Linked DNA regions of Mus musculus: region 2 is linked to region 1. The links are chromatin contacts, called in public HiChIP or PLAC-seq maps. All regions are on one chromosome and are shown on one strand. The core of a region is the stretch at or near the end of the contact, and the rest is flanking DNA. Distances in the headings are between cores, read along the strand shown.

What was found. HiChIP or PLAC-seq counts read pairs in DNA pulled down with a chosen protein or histone mark.
Region 2: an H3K27ac HiChIP or PLAC-seq map of embryonic stem cells shows a contact between it and region 1, with 7 read pairs. The contact joins the enhancer-like site here to the promoter of Bcl2l10 in region 1. A contact is called at or near these places in 1 of 39 promoter capture datasets (macrophages), 2 of 15 datasets of contacts at CTCF or cohesin (both in the NIH/3T3 cell line), 5 of 484 Hi-C or Micro-C datasets (brown adipocytes, embryonic stem cells, myocytes and 1 more), 4 of 115 datasets of contacts at active chromatin or transcription factors (all in embryonic stem cells) and 3 of 9 other capture datasets (adipose tissue, liver and pancreatic islet).

Annotation. Positions count from the first base shown.
Region 1 is chr9:75,345,965-75,351,623 of GRCm38.p6, reverse strand. Bcl2l10 (Bcl2-like 10) reads right to left here and starts at 3,866. Exons shown (of 2, transcript NM_013479.2): 1 at 3,269-3,866; 2 at 1-613. The coding sequence starts at 3,721. The coding sequence ends at 491.
Region 2 is chr9:75,378,438-75,384,490 of GRCm38.p6, reverse strand. No RefSeq gene overlaps it. Among named protein-coding and RNA genes, the nearest start is that of Mapk6, 29 kb to the left of the region's middle. Within about 2 kb of position 1,475, at least 20 of the 459 cell types and tissues checked have an H3K27ac peak or open chromatin away from gene starts, as enhancers often do. A contact at or near this core is called in brown adipocytes and embryonic stem cells, where this site is marked.

The sequences.
Region 1 (5,659 bases), core at 2,617-5,116:
CATACATTTATTAAGAATTTGAAGTTATTAAAAATGTATTAAGGGGAGTATTATAAATTCAGAAGTCCTTAGAACTAGGCACAGAAGAATTTAGGTTTCAAGGGATTCCTTCCAGTTTCCTATTGCATTCCTCATTGCTCTGAGCTTTAGGATCCCCTGCCCTGGAACCCTGGCAGCTCAAGAACCCAGAACAGATGGGGGAGGCTCTGCTGCACCTGCAGCCAAATTCAGACAGCTGGACATCCAGTCAGTGTGTGTAGCGTTTTCTGAAGTTCTCTGGAGTGATGGGGACCATTTCCTCACTTAGCAGCGAAAAGCTACATGGGCCCCTTTCAAATGCTGGCCCCATCACAAACCCAGAACTCCATGTAGCATGCAGGTAGAAATGTCTCTAGGCTGGAGGACTTCCTCAGTTCTTATCCAATTACCCAGAATTGTTCCTTAGAGGGTTCACAGGTAGGTAGGTAAGATCGCTTTAAAAATTTTAAACTTATAAACGTTTCCAGATAAAAAAGATGGCTGTTGCAAAGAAGCCTGACAGAAAAGCCTGAATCAGCAATCTTCTCCAGAAGCCGAGCGGTAAAGGATTCTTGAAGAAGCGGCAAAAGCCATCCTGCAGGGTGGGGGGAAAGACAAGAATTAGCCTGTCTCCTCATGAACAAACCTGGGCCCCAGATTCACAGTAGGCACAGCTGGAGGGATGGCTCCGAAGTTAAGAGCACTGTCTGCTCTTGCAGAAGATTTGGGTTCCGTGCCCAGCACCCACATAGTGTCTCACAACTGCCCATAATTCCAGTTCTAGGAGATCTGACATCCTCTCTGGCCTTCCCGAGCATTTCCACATAAAGGGCTAGCTCAGAGCTTAGAGGTCAAACATGTGATGAGCATGCACAAGGCCCTGGACCAGTCTCCAGTATGAAGAACACTCTAGGATACATGGGAGGTTTTAGATCATGCCATACAAATAAAGGCACCTGGCTACCGGACACCTCCCAGTTAGGTTTTGTAATAAGCAATCCAACTTGCTGCATCAGCAACCATCTAACTGCCTCATATGGCACAGATATCCTCAGTACACCTCAACGCTTACTTAAGACACCTTGGAGAACTCTCTTAAAACCTCTTATTACTCTCTGATCCCTTCCCCACAACCTCCAGTAAAAAGCATTCTCTCCTTTGACAGCACAGTCTATCTTCAGCCCTTCTAGTCACTCTTGACCCTCTCTCTGTAAATCAAATTCAAAATGGTTTCAAAACTCATGGGGGACCCCCCTGGATCACAGCTCTGGTTACTCCTTTAATAAGTATCTTGGTTCTTATGGTCACAGGCCCCCTCTTGAATACACTTTCCCTCTCAATTCATCCAGACTGCTGTGTGGTGCATCACACACACTCATGTGGACAATATCCTACTATTGTGCCAATCTCTGACTCAGATACCCGGAGATGGGAGACCTGCTGACCGCACCACCCAAGTCAGTATGACAGCGATCAGACACTTAACGCCTGTTATCTCCAGACCAAAAAAGGCTGGGAATGTTATATGTGAACTAGAGGGTATCCAGGCCATGCTGACTCGCAGCAGCTGCTTTCTCTACCTTCACAGCTTGTGTAAAAGAAATAGCAGATAACCCTGTTGAAAGTCAGCCTGGGAACTCGTAAGCCTCTATTCCCCAAAGGGAACAGCTGGGTGCCTGACACCCTAAGTAATCAAGGGCTATGGGTAGCAAATCCTGTATCGTGAACAGACACTAACTAAAGGGCCCAATCTTTCCCACTTCCCCTCCTGCTCTAGCATCGGTGACTGCTACACACACCCATGCATCCACACGGACGGATTCATCACTATGTGGCACACGACCTACCCCTTCCTCTGGAGCCTTTGAGACCTAAAGAGACCTCGCTTGGCCTTATGGACCTAAACTCTATGCAGAGCTGTCGCCATGTTGTCTTCTCAGGGTGCTAGTAAGTCTGATAGTGAATCTCTCTCCCCCAAAAAGGAAAATCTGACCAAGGCTGAGATGAGAGCTTATGAGAGAGAGGAGGTAGAGGGAGGAGCCAGGAGGCAGAGGGAGAAATCAACACTCGGTCTTAATGACCTCTTCAGAGGGCTCAGAGAGGGTCCTTGGAAACTCGGCTGAAGGCAGTCTGTGGGCCCAGTGGAGACCCGTCCATCAGGAGCAGGGCAGGTACTAACATGTCCTGCTGCCTTGCCTTTCCCAGGTAGCTTAAATGCAGACTCCTGACAGGAGTGTAATCCATTTGGGTTTTGTATAGCAGGTTTTAATGGTTAAGTTATATTTACCCCATAATGTATCCATTTTGATTCAACCACAATGAAGAGGGAGGTAAAGAAACCTGAGGAGGCTAAGCTCAGCCTCCAAGGGGCCTGTTGTGGACTAACCTAAGATAGAAGGGTTCCCTTCCCTTTCCTCCCCTTTCCTCCCCTTTCCTCCCCTTTCCTCCCCTTTCCTTTCTTTTTCTCTCCTCTTTTCTGGTGATGCTGGGGATCGAACCCAGGGCTTCACAGATGCTAACAGTCTACCATCAAGCTTTTTATCCTCATCCTGTGTGTTTTCCTTGATCAATAGCTCCATGCAGCTGGAGGGAGGCTAAGGACTGCCTCGTTAGCCTACACCACCGAGATTAAGGACCAACCGAAAGCCATGAGCCTGGAGGTTGCCCAGCAGGGAAAAGTACAGTGGCCTAAAAGATCCCAGTCAGGCTCCTCACTTGGTGGCCCCACACATTTCACAATCCCTAAGGCCTTACTCTAATAAGGGTAAGTCTGGGCATGGTTACTGCTCCCTTTATACCACTTGGGCCTATTAGACTTAATCAACCCTCCCTGACAGTCCTGGGCTAAGAGTTAGGGTAAGCCAAGTGTGCCTGACTGCCCCTGAATGAAGTTTTATAAAAGCTATTGAGTAAGAGCAGCCTATAAAGAAATCCCTGAAAAAAAAAAAAAAAAAAAAAAAAAAAAAAAGAAATCCCTGGGCTGGAGATGTGGCTCACTTAGTTCTTGCCCAGTATGCTCAAAGCCCTGGCTTCCCCTTCTAGCACCACAAAAACCCACCATAATGACATAGCCTGTAATCCTGGTGCTCATGGGATAGAAGCAGGAGGACCATAGTGGCAGGGTAGTATCTGGTGAGGTTTGAGGCCAGCCTAGGCTGGCTACATAAGACCCTGCGGTAAAGGCACTCAACACATCCTCCTGTGCCCCGTCTCCCAAGCCATCTCCGTCACCCTCCTCCAGTGGTCTCACCCAGCCGCCGAGAGCCTCCAGCCTGGCGCGGTGCCGACGCCCCATGAGCAGATTATACAGAAAGTTCACTATGAGACAGCAGTCTCGGGTCACTATGACACGATTCCCCAGATCCCTCTTCTGCTTGACAGCCATGTAAGGGCCTTGATTCATAAGCGTCCCCGCGAAGGCCAGGAGCATCACCAGTTGGCTCCAGCTGAAGTCTTGGTCTTTGGAGAGCAACTTATCTGCCATCTGTTTCACCAGCTCCAGGCGATTGCCCCGGCTTTCGCAGAAGGAGGAAAAAAATTCTTGGTGCTCCTGCTGGATCTGCCTAGTCACAGAGCGAAGCAAGGCCGCCTCGACAGACGTGGGCGGTGGCTCTGGGGTGTCCGGCTCCCGTGCGCAGAAGAATATGTAGTCAGACAGCAGCCGTCTAGTGCGTTCATGCAGTGGGTCCTGCGAGTCGGCCATCCTTTGGCTCCTGCACCCGGTCCAACCTCAGTAGGCTTTCTAGGCTCAGCTACTTCCCACTCTGACCCACCTGGACATTTGGGAATATCACTTGCACCTGGTACAAGGAGAGCGTCATGGGGTGGGGCAAGCAGGAGCAGCGGGAGACCCTCGGATTATTGTTGAGGTTTAAATAGATGGGGGCTGGAACTTTCTAGGGAGTGAATAGGTCATTCTCCTGCCTCAGCCTCCGGAGTTGCTGGGATTACAGACTTGAGTCATCAGGCCCAGCTGGTAGCGATTGCAATTGGCCTACTTGTTTGGGAATTAAGGATATACCCATCATTTTGCAAGTGGTTGTCCCAGGCTGGAGGAGGCAAGGTGGCCCCAACCCCTGACTCTTGCCTATTTCTGACCTACCAGCAATGCCTCCTAGAGCCTGTCTGTTCTCCATTGATACATTTCTAGTACAGTGGTTCTCAACTTTCCCAATGCGGCTATCTTCAGGTTGTGGTGACCCCAACTATAAAATGATAGTTGCTACTTCAAAACTGTAATTTTGCTACTGTTATGAAGCATAATGTAATATCTAATATGTAATATGTAGGATATCTAATATATGGCTCCCACAGGGGTTGAGACCCATAGGTTGAGAACCACTGCTCTACTGAGCAGGCCTGCTGGGCTCTAGCCTTTGTGGGCCCTCTCGGGGCTCCTTTTTGGCATTCTGTGATGCTGATGTTACCCCAAGTTTCCTCAGAGGCCTTCTCCCAGAGGCCAACTCTGCCCAGTTGTCCTGGTCCCTTCTTTAAGCCCACACTCTCTAGAGTTCTGCTTTAATCCAGGAGAGTCTTCCTGGGGGCCTGAGGGGCAGCAAAGAGAGCTCTTTAGAGTGTGGAAGTATAATCCAGAACCCTTCTGAGTCCCTGAGACGCTTTCAGGGCTCCTGAGGGATATTTACATAATATTAATGACATGACAAAAATATATGTGGCTTTTTGTCACTCTGAGTTCCGCAGAGACTGCTGAAGTGGGGACAGTGCCATTCTGCTGACTGGAAGAATGTTGTTCTGTATTCTGAGGGTCTCTGTAAGGAGCATGGGGCTGGGGCTACAAAGCCAGCACTAAGCAAAGAGCCAGGCAGAGTAGGATAAGACAAGACAGACAATCTAGAGACACACATACCCCCTTCTTTTCAGGGTCAACAAATCTTTGGCTGGTCAGACACCCAAGGCCATCCACAATGCCAGTTTTTTTAGCAGTGTCTGAGGTGTCCTTTGGTTCCCAGTACACTTAAACAAAACAGAATTAAGCATTCTTTTAAAAGATGAGGTCTTGGAGCTGGGGCTATATTTCAGTTGGTAGAGCGTGAATCCTGAGGGAAGGCCTGGATCTGATCTCTAGCAGCACCTACAGTCTTAGTGCATCTAGTGTGCAGGGCACGCTGGCCGATCAACATCTGAGAGGCCAAGGCAGAGGGATAGAAAGTTCCCAAGCATACTTGACAATGTAGAAGGTTTGAGGCAGCCATGATACCTTGTTTCATTATAAACATAACAAGAGGCAGGGAGGGAGACTGCTCAGTGGGTAAGGATGCTTGCTACCAACTGGGCCTGACAACCTGAGTTCCATCTGACTTCCTGACTTCCACTGTTTATACTCTGACCTCCACGTGGGCTCTGTGGCCTGTGTATTCACGACCACACACAGAGAATTAAAAAAAAAAAATCAAATAGATGAATAAATAAATAAATACCAGAGCAAAACAAAAACATTGAGAAGATGAGGCCTCACTATGTGGCTGAGGCTGAACTTGATCTCTTGGCTTCAAGCTATCCTTTGGCCTCTGCTTCTCTGTACCTGAACTTAAAAGTATGTGCCACCATTTCTATTAACATGGCATCTCATTACACGAAGAGTTTCTAAAAGAACAAACCTCTACACCTTTAAAAGAACAAA
Region 2 (6,053 bases), core at 226-2,725, 35 kb before region 1:
AACAATATAACCAACCTTATACCTTGCGTTTCTCATGCAGTCAGCTTTTAAACCTAAGCTAAGTGCCTATCATTAATCTTAAATCCTTTATTCAGGATTTAAGGACTCAGGCCCCCATGACCCTGACCCAGAATGGTGTGTGTGTGTGTGTGTGTGTATGTGAGAGAGAGAGAGAGAGAGAGAGAGAGAGAGTTGCTGAAAGCAGCCAGTAGGTTGAAAACAACTATTTTTGTTTTGTTTTGAGGCAGGATCTTTCAACATATTCCTGGATATCCTGGAACTCACTATGTAGACCAGGCTGGCCTTAAGCTCAAGAGATTCACTTGTCTCTGCCTCCCAAGTGCTTGGTTTAAAGATGTGTGCCACCACACCAGCAAAAATAATTTTGGGGCTCGAGTAATTTTGGGGCTCAGCAGCTAAGAGCACTTGCTGCACTTCAAGAGAACCGGCTTCTAGCACTCACATCGGGCACTCATAGCCACCTGTAACTCCGGCTCCAGGAATCTAACGCCCTCTTCTGGCTTAAGTGGGCATTGCACACATGTGGCATACACACAAACATAAATACATGTTTTTAATTTTTAAAAATTCTTTGCCGGGCGGTGGTGACACACGCCTTTAATCCCAGCACTTGGGAGGCAGAGACAGGCAGATTTCTGAGTTCGAGGCCAGCCTGGTCTACAGAGTTAGTTCCAGGTAGCCAGGGCTATACAGAGAAACCCTGTCTTAAAAAATTTTTTTCTTTTACATGTGAGTTTTGTGTATCATGTGTACTGTAGAGGCCAGAAGGGTGATCAGATCCATCATCCTGGAGTCCCAGGTCTTTGGGAGCCAACATGTGAGTCCTGAGAATTGAACTCATCTCCTTTGGAAGAGCATTAACTACTCTTAACCCCCAAGCCATCTCTCCAGCACCCTACCCCCCATTTAAAGATTTCTATAAAAGATATTTTTGTTATTTTCCCATACCATATTTTCTGTGCTGTTCAATAAATATAGAGCAAGGCCATTTGTTCGGGATAGACTTCAGACAGACCACAGACTACAAGGATGGGAGCTACAGGGAGAAGTAGAGAATGTACATTTGGGTCCACTCTTGCTCTAAACTACTCCAAGAGGAAGACTTCGTTGCTTAAGGTGATATCACAGAAGCCTACAACAGGGGTGCTCACAAGTTAGAAGGTGTCTGGGTAGGGCTCCTTTTAAACACTCTGGGAGGGTTTGTTGTTGTTGTTGTTGTTCTGTGAACCAGCCCAGCCCTTGCTGATTGATAAATAGAAACAAAAGTAATTGAATCCGGAGGTTTGCTTGTCAAGCTTGAACTTGTGGGGCTCCTTTCTCTGCAGCCTGAGGAGGTCTCCTTAAATCGGGCAGGAGTGGCTTTTGGGGTGTTGTCCCTGTATCTGGTAGTCATAGGATTCCTGGGGAAAGAAGTGGGATTGCATCATCCACTTTGCCTGCTATGATGCCGCATCCGGGTGCCATGAAGCTCAGGAAGTGCCACGGCACTCCAGTCCGTTCCACGCAGACAAAGGGGCCCAGAGGGTCTGCGGCAAGGAAGCAGACCTGCCCGTGTGCTGTGGCCGGCCAGGAAGCAGACCTGCCCGTGTGCTGCGGCCGGCCAGGGGATGGGATTCTGCTCGTGCTTCTCATCTTTAAACTCTATCCCAAGCCTCGTTTTCATGTCTAACTTAAATGGCAGACTGATGTCTGTTCATTTAGACTACTCCCCTGGGTTTACCGCTCCCATAGCTGCCTTCCCTGAACCTCTCACTAGCTCAAGCTGCGACTGAGATGGTGCACCGGGCAGTTCTGACTCTTGCTCATGCATGCATGCTTCAGAGCTGAGCCCAGGCTTGAACCTCAGGCTTCCTTCTACGGCTTCTCAGCTTTGCCTTCTCATGAGCTGCTTACTCCCACACAGGGCCATTAGTACACAATTCACAGGTTACCGTGAGACCTAAATGAGAACACTGAATTACGGGTCTTTAACGTGATGCGTGGTACTTAGTGTATGCTTAATTTTCATGTATATGAGTTTTGCATGCATGTTTGTTTATCGCATGTATGCCTAGTGTCCAGAGGTCAGGAGAGGGTGTCGGGTGCCTTGCAACTAAAGTTAATGACAGTTGCTAGCCATCATCAGATGCTGGAATTCAAACCTAGGTCCTCTGGAAGAGCTGTCAGGGAGCTTAACCTCTGAGCCACTATTCCAAAGCCAGATTTATCTTTATGTGTGAATGTGTGCATGTTTGTGCAGTGCCCATGGAAGCCAGGAATATTGGATTCCCCTGGAGTTACTCACAGCTGTTAGCTTCTCGGTGTGAGTACTGAATTCAGGGTTTTTTGTTTGTTTGTTTGTTTGTTTGTTTTTGTGAGACAGGGTTTCTCTGTGTAGCCCTGGCTGTTCTGGAAACTCACTCTGTAGACCAGGCTGGCCTCAAACTCAGAAATCCTCCTGCTTCTGCCTCCGGAGTGCTGGTATTATGGCATGTGCCATCACTGCCCCGGCCTGAATTCAGGTTTTCTGCAAGAGCAGTCCATGCTCTCCAATCCCCCTTAGTAAGTTTTTATAGTATTTGTCCTATTTGAACCATTTGTTACTTGAGTTAGGGTCTGTTTAGGCCCTGAGACTCCTCTAATAGACCAGCCTCAGCCATCTACTTTCAAAAGCCTGCTGAAGGACAAATTAATACTGAAAACCAGAAAAGGGACAGATGAACAAATCAAAAGTCCAGTGACCACCCAGCCTCTCTCCCAAATCTATTTTCTAGGTTCTAACTTGAGGTTCTGGCTTAAGTAAGGGTCCAGAGGTATATAACATATATAATAAACAGTTTCAGTAAGGTGGTGTGATCATTTACATATATGTTCAAGGGAGTGGCACTATTAGGTGTGGCCCTGTTGGAGTAGGTGTGTGACTATGAGTGTGGGCTTTAAGACCCTCATCCTAGCTGCCTAGAAGCCAGTATTCTGCTAGCAGCCTTCAGATGAAAATGTAGAACTCTCAGCTCTTTATGTACCATGTCTGCCTAGATGATAATGGACTGAACCTCTGGACCTGTAAGCCAGCTCCAATTAAATGTTGCCCTTTATAAGACTTGCCTTGGTCATTGTGTCTGTTCACAGCAGTAAAACCCTAACTAAGAAAGAAGTAGTCCTATTCATTATCGTTGCTTGGGCTCCAGTCTCTCTTTTAAGATAGTGGATAAGCTGTAATTCTGTCTCTCGGAGACAAACTCCCCTCCCCACCACACCATCCCTCAGGCCAGTGTCAGCCTTCAGCTTTTCCTTCTAGCAAGAGACAACTGAATATTCCAATTTTGGAGAGTTCATTGTTTCAATAGTCTGATAGATTATGTGTGCAAATATATCTTTAGAAATCTGTCCTGCCAGGACTGTTCATTCTTCCCAGAACAGATAGAAACACTGACTGTCTATACTAAGTAATCTTTCCACATTAGAACATCTTTTTTTTTTTAAGACTTATTGTTATATGTAAGTACACTGTAGTTCTCTTCAGACACACTGGAAGAGGTCAGATCTCATTACAGATGGTTGTGAGCCATCATGTGGTTGCTGGATTTGAACTCAGCAACTCTGGAAAAGCAGTCAGTGCTCTTAACCACTGAGCCATCTCTCCAGCCCAGAACATCTTTATTTTCTTTTTTGAGACACGGTTTTTCTGTGTAGCCCTGGTTGTCCTGGAACTCACTCTGTAGACCAGGCTGGCCTTGAACTCAGAAATCTGCCTGCCTCTGCCTCCCAAGTGCTGGGATTAAAGGCGTGTGCCACCACTGCCCAGCCAGCCCAGAACATCTTATCTTGATGGTCAGGGCTTTCTGCTGTAGCTCTGGGCTCACTTTCTATCCTTTCTCACCAACCCAGACTCTTGCTTGAAACAGTTCTATGTGGGCAGCCTTCTACCCCCAAAGGCCAGCCTGATTTACATCCACTTTCCAGGTTTGCCAAGAGCAGTCTGCTTTGTCCCTAAGCCCCAAACAAACCTATTCATCAGGAAGTCAAAGCCTGGGATCAGGAGCCAAAGCCTCCCTTCTCTAGCCTTGGGTAAGCATTCTATTCCTTCTCTAGAATCCACGCCTGATCCGTCTGTAGGTTCTGTGGCAATAGCAAGAATCAGCCTCTCACCACCTCCCTAGCTTTGGCCACTGTAAGTTGCAGCTTGCCCTTAGGGATTTGACCACCACCCTGACAGACTCCCTGCTGCTCCCTTATCCTCAATTCACAACTAAAATGCACCATCATAATCTAGCACTCAGCCATTTGTCTGCTTCAGCCTCCCAAGTGCCAGGATTATAGGTATGAACTTCCACGCCCAGGCAGATTGAGCCCTTTTTAATTTTTAAAGATTATTAATAAAATATTATTTATAAATTTGTGTGAGAGTGTGAGTGTGTGTGTGTGTGTGTGAGTGTATGTGTTTGTGTGTGAGTGAGTGAGTGAGAGAGTGTGTGTGTATGTGTGTGAGTGAACGAGAGAGAGTGTGTATGTATGTGTATGTGTGTGTGTGAGAGAGAGAGAGAGAGAGACTGTGTGTGTGTGTTTGTGTGTGTGAGAGAGAGTGTGTGAGTGTGTGTGTGTGTATGTGTGTGTGTGAGAGAGAGTGTGTGTGTGTGTGTGTGTGTGTGTGTGTGTATGTGTGTGTATGTGTGTGTGTGTGTATGTCTTGCTCCTGAGAAGGCAGAAGAGGCGTTAGGTGCCCTGGAGTTGCTGGCATGACAGGCAGTTGTAAACTACCTGATATGGTTGTTGGGAACTGAACCCAGGCCTTCTGTAAGAGCAGCACGCACTCTTAACTGCTGCATCATCTCTGCAGCCCACAGGCTGATGCTCTAAAACTGTTAGACTGCCTCACCCCTTGAGCACAGCATCTAACCGACTCTCCTGCTAATGCACAGAAGCCTGGGAGGGGCACATCCCTCTCCCCCACTCCTCAGTCTACATCACATGGCTCCTGCACTCTGGCCCTGACTGATTTCCTGGCTTTACCCACTGCCTGGGAAGTTCCAGGGACAGAGGTGTGTTACTGTCCCTCTCTTTATTAATCTTGCACCAGGGCCTAGCCTGGTGAGCCCATCACCTGATCTTCCCCTCCACACACCATCCCCAAACCCCAGATCTAGTCTGGGGCCCATATCCAGTACCTGGCCTAGTCTGGACAGTCCCCAACACTCAGCTTTTGACCAGGAGGCACATTGTACCTGCCAGCACAGGCTCCCCTCCTACCACTTGACTTCATACCACGCTGGCGTATCTAACCTCCAAACCCAGTCCTACCGGCACATCTTGAGCTATGGCCAAGCTTGATGTATCTCTCTGATTCAATCCTATGCATATGCTCTCAGATTCCCAGGTAGAGCCTGGGTCTGCTCTACCCATATCATCATACCCAACTGCCAGGATTTGGCCATGACACATATCCTGCCTACCCGCCCAGCCCAGCCCAGCCCAGCCCAGCCCAGCCCAGCCCCACCTTCCACCACACAACTTTGGCCTGTGTCACAACCAACCTCCAGGACTAATGGGAGCCAATACATCTTACACTGCAGCCCAGCCTGGTGACTCCATAACTGACACAGAACAAACAAAAGATGTCTGCATGCCCAGGCGTCATTGAAAAAACAAACACTATAAAAGATCAAGACAGTATGTGCCCCTCCCCCAATCCCCCAATCCTGTAGAATTACCTAGATGAACCCAAGAGCACAGAACCTAAAAGAATACTCATAAGCTTCAAAGAAGTCAAGGAGTGCAAAGATAACACAAGGAGTTCAATGAACTTAAAGAAAATGTAATAAAAGAATAAACATTGAGAGCTGGAGAGATGGCTCAGTGGGTAAGAGCACTGACTGCTCTTCCAAAGGTTCTGAGTTCAAATCCAGAAACCACACGGTGGCTCACAACTATCTGTAATGAGATCTGATGTCCTCTTCTGGTGTGTCTGAAGATAGCTACAGTGTACTCATATAAATAAAATAAATCTTAAAAAAATAGGTCTTACATGATCTTAAAATATTTTTTAAAAAAAAACA